Linked DNA regions of Mus musculus: regions 2, 3 and 4 are each linked to region 1. Evidence: chromatin contacts called from public Micro-C and promoter capture Hi-C data. All regions are on one chromosome and are shown on one strand. The core of a region is the stretch at or near the end of the contact, and the rest is flanking DNA. Distances in the headings are between cores, read along the strand shown.

Region 1 (3,513 bases), core at 559-3,058:
ATATCAGTACATTGTTGCTGACTTCAGACACACCAGAAGAAGGCATCGGATCCCATTACAGATGGTTGTGAGCCATCATGTGGTTGCTGAGAATTGAACTCAGGTCCTCTGGAAGAGCAGTCAGTGCTCTTAACCACTGAGCCATCTCTCCAGCCACTAGGGGGAGTTTTTGATGAGATTGTTTGTGCTTGTACGTATGCATGTGGGCATAAAATCTAGCACGGGACTTGGTAGACACAGCAGGTGTTCAGTAAATCACTATTATACTAATGATCATCTGACAGTGATGGAGGGCTGAGAGCTCAAGCTATGGAATAGATCAGGGGTGAAGTAAGGGGCGCACTCTAGAGTCAAGCAAGCATGGGCCACTCACTGTAGCTTTGGATGGGTCACTGCCTTTAAACCTGTAAAATGGGATAATGGTGGCCTCTCACAGGGTTGTTCTGATGGCTCTATACATTACAAACACTTAGCACGGTGCCACGGAATAAAGAGCTCAAGGTGTGATAATAATTATCATTATGGCTTTGCAGATACAAATTTATTATGTACTAGAAAGGAATTATGAGGATGATAGTTACATCTATTTCAAGGGAAAAACTTATGTCCCAGTGTGCCTGTTCAAGGCCCCAGAAGAAGCCCAAGTCCAGAGATCTTTAGGCATCTCATCTTGGAGTTCTTTCTAGCCCCTGCATTCCAACTTTCTCGAACCCACTAGGAACGCCAAAGGGACCAGAAACTACACTCCCAGGAGGGCGCTAGCGCAGACCTCAAAAGCAGGTATAGTGGTGCAGTCGCGAGGTCGGCTGGAAACTGTAGTCTCTAGGTCCTTAGACCACTGATGGGCGGTACCTGTATCAGGAGGCGGAGCAGCTGCTCCTTGGAGAATGGAATGAAGCGCTCGCGGTACTGCTGGGCCCAGTCGCAGGGCTCCTTGGGGTTCCACATCTTGCGGTACACCCCCATCCTGTTCTCCAGGGACGACAGAGCTCGGGGAGTCCCGAGGAGAGCAGGCACCAGGGACCATAGTCGGACCTTGGACCCCCAGGTCACATGCAACATGGCCTGCCCCCTTTCCCAGAGCCTAAACATAAGCAAATGAAGGGGGATGTCAAAGGTCAGTTGGAGGTAGTACCTCCACACACCCCTCCCTTCGGGGACAGTTCCTGGCCAGTCTCCCTCCCTCTAATCCCTTTCCGGTTCCTTCTACACTGCACATTTAGGTTGGCTCCGGAATAGGGTCAGAGGTCGTAGTTTGGAGTATCTTGCAGGCCCAGGGACCCTGAAGCGGTACAAATGGTCTCTGAGAAGCTTAAACAATGAGGTGGAGCTCAGGAGTGTTGAAAAACTAGGAAAAGTTAATAGCGGGTGCTGGGCCGTCCTTCCTGGGCCATGCAATCCCCCACCCTGCCCTCACCTTAACCAACGCGCGACTGTCATTGAGCCTTCTGCGCATGTGCAGTAAGAGGTCCTAGGCCCAGAGGATTGGCTTCAGCAAGCAGTAAGGCGCATGCGCACAGCCTGAGCCGCTTGAAACCATTTAATAGCCTTTATCTCAACTGCGCATGCCTCATCGCTAGTCCTTTTTTTTTTTTTTTTTTTTTTTTTTTTTTAAAGGTAATGCGCACGCGCTGAAGACGTGTGGTCCGCTATTTGGAGCTGGGTCGGGCCCTCGCGCGCGCCCGGCCAACGGCGACCCGCCCAACGTCCGCCGAGACCACGCCCTTTCCATAGTCAGTTCGGATAGGCGGAAAGGAAAGGGGCGGGACTTGGCTGCAGCCAATCATCTGTAGAGGACAGAAAAGGCGGGAAAAAGAGGAACCAAAAAGAGGCTAGAGGTGGCTCCCGGGACCAGGAGAGGAAGCCAGGCAGGCAGAAGAGGAACGCAGGTCCTCGGCCCTCGGAGAAGAGGTGGTTCTCTTCAGCCAGCGTCCCCTTGGGGTCTCAGCACTTCCGCCCCCAGGTCCTTAGAAGGGAAGCCCCTAGTCTAAGGAGGTTGCCATGACTCTCATACCGAGTGGCAGCTGGTTTCTGAGGCTTCAGTCTTAAGACAATATGTCATCCTGAAACAGAGCTGAAGCCTAAGCAAGCCTGGTGTTACGGAAAATGACCCAAGTTAGGGAACACCTCAAATATTGCTGGGCTCTACGTGGTCTTCTATACCTAGGGTAGCTGCATTCCCTCAAGGACCAGTCTACAGTCCCCCTATTGACCCCACTCTGAGGGCCCAGCAGACCTGCCACCCCTTATCACCCTCATCCTGTATTCCCAAAATCTAGGGCCCTCAGAACCCTCTGGCCCCTTATCAGCACCTGAAACCTCCAATAGCCCATCAGCCTACATTTCCAACTTCTGGAACCCCGAAGCAGCCTTCCAGCCGTGCTCCCATTTCCAGAACCTCCCACATACCCTATCATGTCTCATCTCCAGCACCTAAGACCACCCAGCAGTTTCTCACCCCATATTCCTGACAACTGAAAACGGGAGCAGCCAGCCCCTTCAGCCCACCCCCTCTGTTCCTAGGGCTCCTAACAGCCCCTCAGCCTATCCATCCCCACAAAGGAAGGGCCAGTACTCCCCACTCCCAGCACTTTTACTCTGACATTCCCATTCCTCTTTTCTTGCAGTAGCTGAGCCTTGAGGTGGGTCTGAGGCACACAGGAAGTGGTGCCCAGAAAGCAGCACCCAACACCCCTGCCCCTACCTCCCGGGACACCCAAAGAAGAGCAGCCACTATGCACCTCCCTGAAAGCCTCCACGACCTGGCAGACAATGAGACTGTGCGCTTTCTGAGGAGACCAAAGAGCATCTCAAGGATCTTCGGAGGGGTGAGACCCCAGGGGTCAGGACACAGGCGACATCCAGGAAGAGGGCAAGGGGTCAGTGTGGTCAGAGAGGGAGAGAAGCAGACAGGAGCCCAAAACTGAAGCCACCTTTTACTGAGTATCTGGTCACTAGCCACTGTCAGCATCAACCGAGTCATCACAAGAAAGAGCCCCTCAAACCTGGGGCTCCTCAAAGGGCCTCTCAAATCTGTCACACCAGCACATAAAAGACTGAGGTAGGAGGATTGACATAGGTTTGAGGCCAGCCTGGGTTACAGTGTAAGAAAATGGAAAAAGTGAAAAAGAACCCTTTCAAAGGCGAAGAAAAGTAAAGCCACCCCCCCAAAAAACCCCATAATTTTGATAAATGGCATCAGTGTTTGAAGACTGCTTGTCCAGTGGAGTAGCCACAAGCCACGGGTGCTACTCCAATTCCAACTCATCAAATGGGATTCAAATGGGCTGCTCTGCAATCATGGTGGCCATATTTCAGGGGCTTAGTTGCCAAAGGTGCCTTATGAGTCTCCAGTTGGACAGCATAGATTCAGGCCACTTCACCATGCCAGGAAGTTCCATGGGACAGCATCCATTAAGGTTAACACAAAAGGGGGGAAGCACCACTCGGTTCTAGGAGATGCTAGGACCCATCCATTTTCTATTTCTCAGGTAGGGGAGGGGTGAACAGGGA
Region 2 (3,513 bases), core at 471-2,970, 830 kb after region 1:
TGAGTAATTACATCTCTGAAGCAGCTTACTGCCTGCTGCCCTTGGAGGCCAGAAGGCATTCAATTCCTCAGGACTGAGGGGAGTGCAGGTGTGGTACCACACCCAGAGAACATGCTCTAAAATTGTTAGTGGTGATGTCAGTACAATTCTGGGCGTATACTACAAACCACTGAATTGTTTGCTCTAAGTGGGTAAAGTATACAGTATGTGAAATTATATCCCAATAAACCTCATTGAAAATAAGAACATGAGCCAGGAGTGGGGACTGCATGCCTTTAATTTCAGTACCAGGTTGTGCATCTCAAGAAACAAAACAAAACAAAACAAAACAAAAAACAAACAAAAAAAACAAAAAACAAATTAAGAAGCTGGAGAGATGAGGCAGTGGCTAAAAGCACTGGCTGTTCTTCCAAAGGACCTGGGTTTGATACCTAACACACACATGGCAGTTCACAACTCCAGTTCTAGGGGACCTAATGGCCTTCTGGGCTCTGTAGACAGTGCATTCACATGGAGTGCACAATCATAAAAACAGGCAAAACCCTCGTTTACATAAAATAAAAGGAAAGCATTTCTTTTCTTTTCCTTTCCTTTTCTTTTCAGGATAGTGTCTCACTATGTAGCCCTGGCTGGTCTCAAACTCAGGAAAATCCATCTACCTCTGCGCCCAGTTCTGGGATCAAAGATGTGTCTACCATACCCCTTTAAATAAATCTCCTTCTGGGGGCTTTCAAATGTCCTACGTTCTTTGTGAATTTTACATCATGCACCCTAATCCCACCCATCCCCCCCCTCGTTACTTTAAATAAATCTTTTTTTTTTTGCCACTGCCCAGCTAATAAATCTTAATCTCCTTAGAGATATTTAGTGAAATTCGATGCAGCCTGGACTACATGTCACCTTGCCTCAAAAAAATACAATAATCGTTGGGGTGGTGGCGCACGCCTTTAATCCCAGCACTTGGGAGTCAGAGGCAGGCGGATTTCTGAGTTGGAGGCCAGCCTGGTCTACAGAGCTAGTTCCAGGACAGCCAGAGCTACACAGAGAAACCCTGTCTCGAAAAGCCAAAAAACAAAAACGAACAATGGGGCGGGGGGGGGGGGGTAATAAGTGCTAGGTGTGGTGGTGCACACTTTTAATCTCAACACTTGGGCGGCAGAGGTTGGCGGATCTTTGTGAGTTTGAGGCTAACTACATAGCGAGTTCTATAACAGCAAGGGCTACATACTGAGACTCGGTCTCAAGCAGAATAAAATATTTTAATTGCTTCAAGGAACCTTCAAGGGTCCAAACCACTACTGCTCATTCCCCTCCTCACCATTGTCTAGAAATCCGACCTCAACTCTCACTAACACAGGGAACCCCAAGTTCCCCCTCACTTGGTCCGCATCACTCCTCTACTGCGGAACTACATTTTCTACAACCAGCCAGGATGAGGGAGACAGTACAAGGCATCCTGGGAAATGTAGTTCGTCTTCCAACCTAGGCGTTCAAGAGCGCTGTTAATGATTGACAGGGATTCGGAGTGCGAAACCTTATCCTACCTCCCTCAGAACTGCAAATTTCTCCCACAAGAAGGAAACTTGGCGACGCGACCCCTCACCGCCTGCAGCTTACCTCAAGAGCGGTTATCCGGCTTGTCGTTGCTTCAACTACGTCCCGAACCGGAAAAAGAGTACTGTTTTTAAACTCTACTCCTCCTACTTCCGCCCGACAGGAGGAGACCGGAAATAATTCTGCCCCTAGTCGCGGAGGCGCTTCGCCTGGCTTGGTAAGTGCTTTCTTCTTCTCTTCCATCCCCCCGGAAACGTGAGTGACTACTCGAAGGTTCCGGTGAGCGAAAGTGGTTTGACTCTGGGAGACACCCTAGCCTGTTCTAGGCATTACCCAGAGCGGGGCAGTTGCTTTGAGTCTCTTCAAGTTTGAGTTTGGAGACTTAACTCTGTCACCCGAAGAGACTGATATCCAGTTCCCCAAATATATTACTTATTTTTTCCCCCATTGCATCTTAAGAGTCGATAAGTGAGAACTCTTTCCCCTATTATAGAAAAAACAATTTTCAAAGATCTCGAGACTAAACTGTTCAAGTTATCCTCAGGAAACAGATTTATTGTGGTACCGCCCAGTTATTCTAGGAACCAAAGAATTCCCTTCCCACCAGTGTGTAGATCTCTTGAGACCTAAGATTTATTTTCCTGGCTCTGCCAAGTCGTCTGTAGAGAGAGACTCGGGCTGGACAAGTAGGGAAGAGGAGACTCTAATAAAGCCCCCTAGATCCCTCCATGGTGTCGGAAAGCCTTGTTTCTTCTGTGTGGGGCCGTGGCACTGAAGACCTTGATCCTATGGTCCCTTTAAGTACTTTGTCCCTTACCTGAGTCCCTCCCAAAGAAGGTAATCAGTAGCCCCGCCCCCTCGCCAGTAGCCGGCTCGGGCCTAGTAACCCAGGAGGAGCTCCCCTCCTCTCCTCCCCTCCCCTCTTGCCTACCCCTTTGCACAGCTGGCTACTCTGACCCAGAGGGCCTTCGTTAAAGAAGAGAGGCAGAGCTCCCAGCCCTGGCCAGGTAAGTGGGTGCATGCTCCCCGAGAAACTCCTGGGCAGAGGATCTGGTGTCCTGATTCCCCACGTTATTGGGATCTAGAAACTTGGGACCCAAGCTCTAGGCTGTGGATCCCCAGGGCTCTGTCTCCTCAAGCCTTCAAGACCTAGAAATATACGACCTGATCTGTCGTGTAGTCTCTGATCTCTGAGGCTCGATGAGGCAACAGGTAGAGGGAGGCTGACTTGGAATGTAATCTGCTGGGCTGGAAGGGAAGAGGGTTGATGATGAGCTTGTTTAAATGCCTACTGTGTGTTGTCAGGTTTGTGATAGGTAGAGAAAGCAAGCCTCAGCAACTGTGTGCTTATCATTGTCACCTCCAAAGTCCTCCTCTGACATTCGAAAACCTGGTACAATAGGCAAATGACTTTACTACCTGGTAACACGTTCTTCACCTATAAAAATGGCAGGAGTAATAGGACTGGCTTGAAAATTAAGATGAGCCAGGCAGTGGTGGCACACCTTTAATCCCAGCGCTTGGGAGGCAGAGGCAGGCAGAGTTCTGAGTTTGAGGCCAGCCTGCTCTACAGAGTGAGTTCCAGGACAGCCAGGGCTACACAGACAGAGAAACCCTGTCTTGATAAAGTCCTGAGTTGATAAAGACCCACGGTGTCTGGCATGGGACACGAGTTGGTTACTTGCTTTTATCATGATGGCAGAGTGCGGGCAGGGAGTCCTGGCCTCCTAACTCCGCTGCAGCATTTGTCATCTGGGAGTCCACACAGTATGAGGGGCCGTCCTTCCCTGCTCTTAGTCTATATGGGATTGGCCACCTGCCTGGACACCTCACCTCACAGAGAGCAAAACCAAGGTGAGTGTTTGAGTCTCTTCAAGTTTGAAGGTGAGTGTTTGGAGAAGAGCCTTGCAGAGGTTTAGTTCTGCCTCTCCCTAGCCAGGAGACTTCCTAGATTCCTGG
Region 3 (3,513 bases), core at 454-2,953, 660 kb after region 1:
TTTTATTAATGAATGTATTTTATTTATGTGAGTGCTCTATGCACATCAGAAGAGGAAATCAGATCCCGTTATAGATGGCTGTGAACCACTGTGTGGTTGCTAGGAATTGAACTCAGGACTTCTGAAAGAGCAGTCAAGTGCTCTTAATCACTGACCCATCTGTCCAGCCCGGTTTAAAAAAAAAAAAAAGTTTTTTAATGCATATGGAATTGACCAAGCTGAGGGCTGGGGAATGTAGCTCGTTTGGTTGAATGCTTGCCCTGAATGCACAGGGCCCTAGGTTTCACCCCCAGTATCTCATTAGAGGAGTTTTGATGGCCTGTGACAGAAATCACAGTCCTTGGGAAGTAGAGATGAGAGGACTTGAATAAAGTCCTTTGTTATCCTTGACCACACAACGTGTTCTAGGCCAGCCTGGGCTAGTTGAGACCCTGTCTCAAAAGCTAATCAAGTTGAGGCCAACAAGATGGCTCAGTGGGTAAAAGCACTTGCTGCCAGTTCTGATGACCTACATTCCATCCTGTTCTCCACATGAAGACAAGAGAGAACTAACTCCCACAAGTTGTCTTCTGACCCCCACACATGTCAGGGCACACGCACCAGAGACTCATATCTAAACGATCAGTCAATCACTAGACCGCAATAACTTTTCAAAGATAGGCATGGTGAGGAAGTAGAGGTTTACCTGCGGCACACAAAACTTCACAACTAGGTATTTTGCCCATATCAAAATAAATGAGTCATCTCTTCAAATACAATAAGTCAAAAATCTCAAACTTTGATAGTGTTGTCCCTGACTCTGTAGTCCATCGGACAATAGTAACAATTTAATAACAGGCAAGTTGTGTGAAAGGAGATCGATTTGCCTAACTAGAACTTGTTTAAAAACAAGCAGAAGTGAAAACAGTTTTCTGGACAATCCGGTCAACTGGAACTTTCAGTTGCAGAACTGAGCGCTGGATTTGATTCCTCGTTTAATGTATTCATTTCTCCGGTCAGTACTTGGACTTGGGCCTTGTCCCTGCTAGGCAAGTGATCTCTAACTGAGCTCCAGCCCCAGCCACTCCTGAACCCTCCGACCCCAGGACTGAGCCCGTGGCTGTCACAGGTCCCTAGGAGCCTCCTCGGAAACGCCCCCTGTGCTCACTTTACCTCCTTCCCTGGAACTATGGCCTCAGAAGGGAAAGCAAGCTGGTGTCCTGAGTCCTCCGAACAGGAGGTGGCTGTCCCTAGCGGGCGGGAAATGAAGCCGGGTCGGGTTGCCGCCTCTTAGGCGCCTTCCCAATAGAGCAGCCGTCAAGAGTTGCGGGAGGTTGACTCTCAGGCCTGGCCTCAGGCAGGCGCAGCCGAGGAGCGAGGAGGCAGTTTTCCGGGTTCTGACGGAGAGGGGGCACGGTGACCTTGACCTCGCGACTCCCCCCTCCCTCCCTCCTTCCTGGCGTCCTGTGGAGAGCCTGGGGCAGCACAATGGCCGCCCCGTCGGTCTCACCGCCCGGGCCTCGAGATCCCCGCTGAACTCTCCAGCGGCTGTCTGGGTGAAAAGGTCCGGGAGGCCTCGGCATGGAAGCTTAGCGACCTCCCCAGGCCCTCCGGCCCCCTGGAAGGCAGTTCCCACATCGTGAACCCACGAGGCCTTCCCTGCCCTTTCTGTGTCTCTGCGCTATTGCTCCCGTCTCGCCTCCTTCCTCTACCCACGCGAAGGAGTTTGCTGTGGCGCTTCCGGTGCGCGTGCACATACACGTGCTCGCAGCTTCTGACTGCGCGTGCGCCGCAGCGCCTTTGCCTCTGGGCGCAGCCTTCCACCCCTGTGTGACCCCAGTGCTTTGATTCCTTGATGCCACAGGCAGAAATGGTGCAAAGACTTAATCTTCACAATTATTCCGTGTTGATTTCAAACCACTGTTAATTACTAAACGCCTCCCTTTCAGGAGCAAAATAAACACACACACACACACACACACACACACACACACACACACACACACACACAAAGGCCAATTAGGGATTTTAAGGACAGCAGATAAGAATTAAAAACTGGCAAATGAGAGGCCCAGATGTGCCACCAAACGGTGTTCCATCCCAGACCCCACAGGAGGAAGGGAAGATAAGCTAAGTGTCTCAACCTATCTGTCCGATTATTGGGACAATGAAGCACAAAGAAAGGGGAATCTCCCCCTAGGAATCTCATGCTGGGAAAGGGAAAAGATGCCAACCAATGGTTAGCGTGTCCCTGAATAGGATTTCACACGGCTCTAAGAGCTTGGGCGACCACAGGTTGAGGTTGAAGCCCAGACGATGGTGGGTCAGTGGTGGGTAGGACCGCATGGTGGACTGCATAGACATGCATAACATTAGCCTTCTATTTACACCTCAGTCTCAGTGAGGGACCCCAAAAATGAATTGAAGGGGATCACCAGATCGCTTTGTGCCCTTCTAAATGTGACCACACTGTGTGTAAACCTTTTTCTGTTTCCTCTAGAAATTTGGTTCTTTTACTTGGCTTATTGGAGATGGCAGAACCTGCCTTGGAGCACAGCCTGTGGCAGGAGAGGCCCAGTCCCGAAAATTTATCTATCTTCTGCCCTCTATAAGCACCATGTGGCGCAGACATACACACACACACACATCGTTAAAATTTTTTTAAAAAAAGATGAACAGCTTCCAATGTTGTCCTCTGGCCTCCAAAGGCGCGCGCGCGCACACACACACACACACACACACACACACACACACACACACTAACACATACAAATACACATACAGAAAGAAAATAGATGAGACATGTCTCAGAAGGCAGCTGCTGTCCCAGAGAACTAGGCTTTGGGTAGATAGGTGATAGGAACTTCCCACATTAGAAATCTGTGAGGAACTGGGGACTTGACAAGTGTCAGGGACTTCTTTCTGGGCACATCATAGGAAACTTTGAAGATGCTAGGTATGCTCAAGTGACCCCCACTCCAGTGCCTGGCTTTTCTGGGGCCTCCTCCCCTCAGGTTTCTCCGCAGAGGTAGGAAGTGCCATCTGAGGTTCACTTCCTCCACCGGATATTCAGGCACTGCCTCGCTGCCCTCCTCACTCCTGGGACTGTCACACCTCCTCTGCAGCCCTTTCACTTCCCCAGGGGTCCAACCCTGGCCCCCAAGCACATCGGAGCACCTGCTCTAGAAGAAAGAGAGCAAAGAGAGAGACCCAGGGAAAGAGACACACAGGACAGAGACCGCAAAGGCCCAGAGAGACAGAGACAGAGAGGCAGAGACAGCGCGGTGGCTCGAGGCTAATGGGTGCTAAGCAGAAGATCACAGGGTGCAGGGGGCGGAGCCAGTAGCCAGTGAGGTCAGAGTGTCTGTGAGGTTGAACTCTGCAGAAACAACCTTGAAGTCCCAGGACCCACGTGAGTGGAAGTCCATCAGAAGCCCCTGTGCGCCCTGCCTGAGCTATGGACACCTGCGAGGAACCCATTGTGTCCCTGGCACCCACATATTCCAAGGACCCTCAGGTACTGCTGTGCACTCG
Region 4 (3,513 bases), core at 462-2,961, 530 kb after region 1:
GTCGCGCATCCTGGAATAGTCTCTGTGGGGGAGGAGGACAGTGAAGCTGAGGTTAAGAACAAGCTCATTCCAGTCTGTGTACCATGATAGACAACGCTCGCGCAGCTCTGAAGGCGGAGGCTGGCCGGTGTCCCAGAGACTAGCCCGACCCAAGGCTGCGTCTATGTGAGCGCCAGGGAGCACCACTAAAGACCACTGCCCCCAACCCTTAAGAGGTTCGGAAGGCCAAGGCCTGGCAAGGTCTCCAGTGAGTCGGACGCGGGAGTCTTGAAACCAGCAGAAGCCGCCTGATCATTGCCTCTGTAGGCGGGGCGGAGCGAACCATCCACTGGGGGAACCCTTGCGGGCCGTGCCACCGTCTGCGTAGGAGTCGGGTTGGTGGGGCGCATGCAGTACCCTAGACGGGCGCAGGGGTGCAGAGTAACACGCACTCGCCACCCGTCGTCCACTTGCCTCACCTTCCAACCGAGCACATCCTTCCGGGAGCCGCCCTTGTCTTAAAAAAAAAAAATCCCACCTTGAATGTTGAATTCCTATCCCGCCGCCCAACCCTCGTGTCCCGTGAGACGCGCGCCGCCGTGGGGACCCGGGGTCGCGACTCGCGTTCCATGCTGCGCGCTACTAGATTCAGGTGACATCATCCTCTGCCGGGCTCCGCCTCCCTCCCAGGCCGCCGCACGCTGCATGCCTATTGGTCGCTGCACCATGAGTCCCGCCCCCAGCTCTCCGCCCGCGCGGCCCCTCCCTCCCGATGTGGAGGCGGGGTCTGGTCGCCGGCCGGCACGGAGGCCAATTCTCATTGGCCATTCAGCACCGTCCGTCAGTCTTCTGTTAAAGGGGCCACGACCGCCCGGGATCTGTGGGGGGGGAGGGGGAGGGAGGAGAATTTTTTGGGGGGGGAGAAGGTGGGATTTGGGGGGGCGCTGGTGGGCACCCCTGGATCTGGCGACTGCGGCCTCGCGGGGGGAGGCTGTACGGTGACAAGGGCAGGGGGCTATTTTAGGGAGTAAGAAGGCTGTGAGACCGTGAGGGGGAGGGGGGTCCCCAGCGCTGGAGCCGGAGCAAGAGACGCTGAGCCCGCGCTAGCGGCGTAGACAGGGTTCCAGAGCTCCAGATCCGGGCCCCGGCCGCCGCCAGGGGCCCCGCCCGGTGCCCCTACCCCACCCCGCGTCCCTCCTGCAGCCCAGCTCCTCCCGCAGTCGTCGCGGACCAGGTAGGTAAGAGCCCGGCCCAGCTTGCCCGGCAGCGCCCACCCTGGGGACCCCTGGGCTAGCGTTTCCGACCAGCTTGCCCGAAATCCTACATTCCCATCTTCATCCCAAGGGAACCCAGAGTCCAGATTTCACAAGCCAACCCAAGAGACCCAGGCGTGTCCCTTCCCGGAGCTGAGAGTGCCCCGCCGAACCCTAGTATCTCAGGCGGGCTACCTCCTTGTGCCTCCTCCAGGGCCCAGAAGCCTGGATCCCTCAGCTCAGCCCAGGGGATCCCTCAGTCTAGATCCATCCTCTGGGCCCAGTCCTGGGAGCTCCAGACCCTGGTCACCGCTGTGGGGCTTCCTCCATTGCGTCCAAATCGTTCCCCCATTTGCGTCCCCCACCTTCTGGTTGAATCAACCGGAGACGTTCCTCGGTCCAGGCCGGCTCGCCCTGGACACAGGCCCGCGCCGGAGCTGTCCATGGTCAGCTCTCGGTAGCCTCGCCTCCCCCATCTCCTTCCACGGCCGCTAGGGAGGAGGGGGGTGCAGGTGGTGTGGGGATTCCTCCCCCTCACCGCGCCTTTGACCTGGGGTTCCCCGGCGCCCCCCTCCCAGATGGGCCGCAGGGCTCTCAGGCCCATCTTTAGGCACTCTAGCTTTCTGGGACTCTAGCTGCTTCACTTACATAGAGCTTGTGAATGTCCCTGCCCAGGCCACTTAGAAACCTTGGCATGGAGCCTCCCGCTCCCACCTGGTTCTGAAAAGCTGTTAGTGTCCATATATCTGCTGGCCCTGACTAATCACTGTCACCTTATTCAGCACCCGGGGAATCCAGTTTCCTAGCCTTTGCCCCCACCTCCCCACTTAGCACCTACTTTAACAGCTCCCCCCTGCCCTCCGCAGACAAATATGACCAGCCTCTTGGTACACCAGCACCTGCTTGCTGCCTTATAGACTCAGGCGCCATGACTTCTTTTCAAAGACCTGGAATGCAATTCCTCTGCTTCTGTCCTCACTCCCCCTTGGAGATCTAAGTGTCTCACCCCCATCTTATAACCTCCACCTGAACAAACACTCATCTCAGGGACCCAGAATCTCTGACAGTGGTGAGTGTCCTGTCCATCAGACCACCCACCCAGGCTTACACTCCCACCAAACAGTCAGGCTCTAAGTTTCTTCACCCCTAGGTAGATTCAAAAGTCTGGACCTTGGCTCTGCATTCCACTCCCATCTTCATGTCTTGGTGGCCTCAACTTCACATCTCCCATGGCTTTAACGAGCACTTATCATCTGCTCTATCATCTCAGGTGCTAGACTTGCAGAGTCTCCTCTCCCCCAAAGCTGGATATTTCTGGCATCTCATTGCCTCTAGAGACCCATATGGTAATATCTGATGTCTCATACTCCAAGTACCAAACAGCCATCCTTTCCTCCAGGTGTGTTTTGGGATCAAGGTTCACGAGGTTATTTGGAACCAGGCAGCTGTCTTTCTGCACTTCTAGTTAAAAATGTGTCCTTTCCCTGTGTTATGTTCAAGATCCTAAGTTCCAGAACATTTCCAGATGATGTGCCTGTTCCGTCCTCACCAAGGCATGTGATCCACTTCAAGGCCATGAACTAACTTCTAAGCATGTCTTTTTTTTTACTTGCTCCTTTCCCATCCCCAGTGGCAGGATTTTGCCATGCGTCCCAGGCTGGATTAGAACTCACTATGTTGTCTACATTTTTCCTCCTCCTCTTCATCCTCTTTTTCTTCTATTTATTCTTCTCCTCTTCCCCTTCCTTCTTTTTCTTTTTTGGTCTTTACCAATATCTAGACAACATGCCTAAGCCATTCTCTGCTCTCAGGCCTCTCCTCAGACATGCCCTATATTTCTAGCTACAGGGGCTGGGGTTGTTGCTGGGGCAGAGCACTTACCTCACATGCACAAAGGCCAGGCTTCAATTACTAGCACTTGACCAATTACAAAAAGGGCTCACTTTATGCCCACCCTTAAAGACTAGTATCTGCTGAGTTTCCATTGTAGATGTGTTTTATGTTCGGGCCACGTCTGCTGATGTTCTAGATTCCCTTCTTCCCAGGATATTCTAACTTGCAGAATGTGTCATTTTCAATTAAATAGTCTAGTATTCTTTGGAACTCTAGTGTGCACAGTCTTTTTTTTAATTAATTAATTATTTTTATTTTATGTGCATTAGTGTTTTGTCTGCATATATGTTTATGCAAGGGTGCCAGGTCCTCTGGAACTGGAATTAGACCATTGTGAGCTGCCAGGTAAGTGTTAGGAATTGAACACAGGTCCTCTTGCAGAGTAGTC

What was found. Promoter capture Hi-C pulls out the DNA fragments that hold promoters and counts their contacts. A called contact is a pair of places that touch in the nucleus more often than the background predicts. Capture Hi-C pulls out chosen DNA fragments and counts their contacts.
Region 2: a promoter capture Hi-C map of erythroid cells shows a contact between it and region 1, with 7 times the contacts expected there. The contact joins the promoter of Nosip here to the promoter of Syngr4 in region 1. A contact is called at or near these places in 4 of 39 promoter capture datasets (cranial neural crest, erythroid cells and liver) and 1 of 115 datasets of contacts at active chromatin or transcription factors (pancreatic cancer cells).
Region 3: a Micro-C map of embryonic stem cells shows a contact between it and region 1, with 6 times the contacts expected there. The contact joins the promoter of Slc6a16 here to the promoter of Syngr4 in region 1. A contact is called at or near these places in 1 of 39 promoter capture datasets (pre-B cells) and 1 of 484 Hi-C or Micro-C datasets (embryonic stem cells).
Region 4: a promoter capture Hi-C map of adipose tissue shows a contact between it and region 1. The contact joins the promoter of Mtag2 here to the promoter of Syngr4 in region 1. A contact is called at or near these places in 5 of 39 promoter capture datasets (cranial neural crest, hematopoietic stem and progenitor cells, liver and 1 more) and 2 of 9 other capture datasets (adipose tissue and liver).

What each region holds. Positions count from the first base shown.
Region 1 is chr7:45,895,006-45,898,518 of GRCm38.p6, reverse strand. Syngr4 (synaptogyrin 4) reads left to right here and starts at 1,808. Exons shown (of 5, transcript NM_021482.2): 1 at 1,808-1,911; 2 at 2,628-2,828. The coding sequence starts at 2,736. Tmem143 (transmembrane protein 143) reads right to left here and starts at 1,450. Exons shown (of 8, transcript NM_144801.2): 1 at 1,418-1,450; 2 at 853-1,084. The coding sequence starts at 1,440.
Region 2 is chr7:45,060,636-45,064,148 of GRCm38.p6, reverse strand. Nosip (nitric oxide synthase interacting protein) reads right to left here and starts at 1,720. Exons shown (of 9, transcript NM_025533.3): 1 at 1,618-1,720. Prrg2 (proline-rich Gla (G-carboxyglutamic acid) polypeptide 2) reads left to right here and starts at 2,497. Exons shown (of 7, transcript NM_022999.1): 1 at 2,497-2,561; 2 at 3,257-3,408. The coding sequence starts at 3,324.
Region 3 is chr7:45,238,943-45,242,455 of GRCm38.p6, reverse strand. It overlaps Slc6a16 (solute carrier family 6, member 16), which reads right to left and starts at 1,703. Exons shown (of 13, transcript NM_001324535.1): 1 at 1,153-1,703. It also overlaps a transcript of Cd37 not described here.
Region 4 is chr7:45,364,359-45,367,871 of GRCm38.p6, reverse strand. Mtag2 (metastasis associated gene 2) reads right to left here and starts at 1,711. Exons shown (of 2, transcript NR_015480.2): 1 at 1,598-1,711; 2 at 1-496. Ppfia3 (protein tyrosine phosphatase, receptor type, f polypeptide (PTPRF), interacting protein (liprin), alpha 3) reads left to right here and starts at 853. Exons shown (of 30, transcript NM_029741.2): 1 at 853-1,213.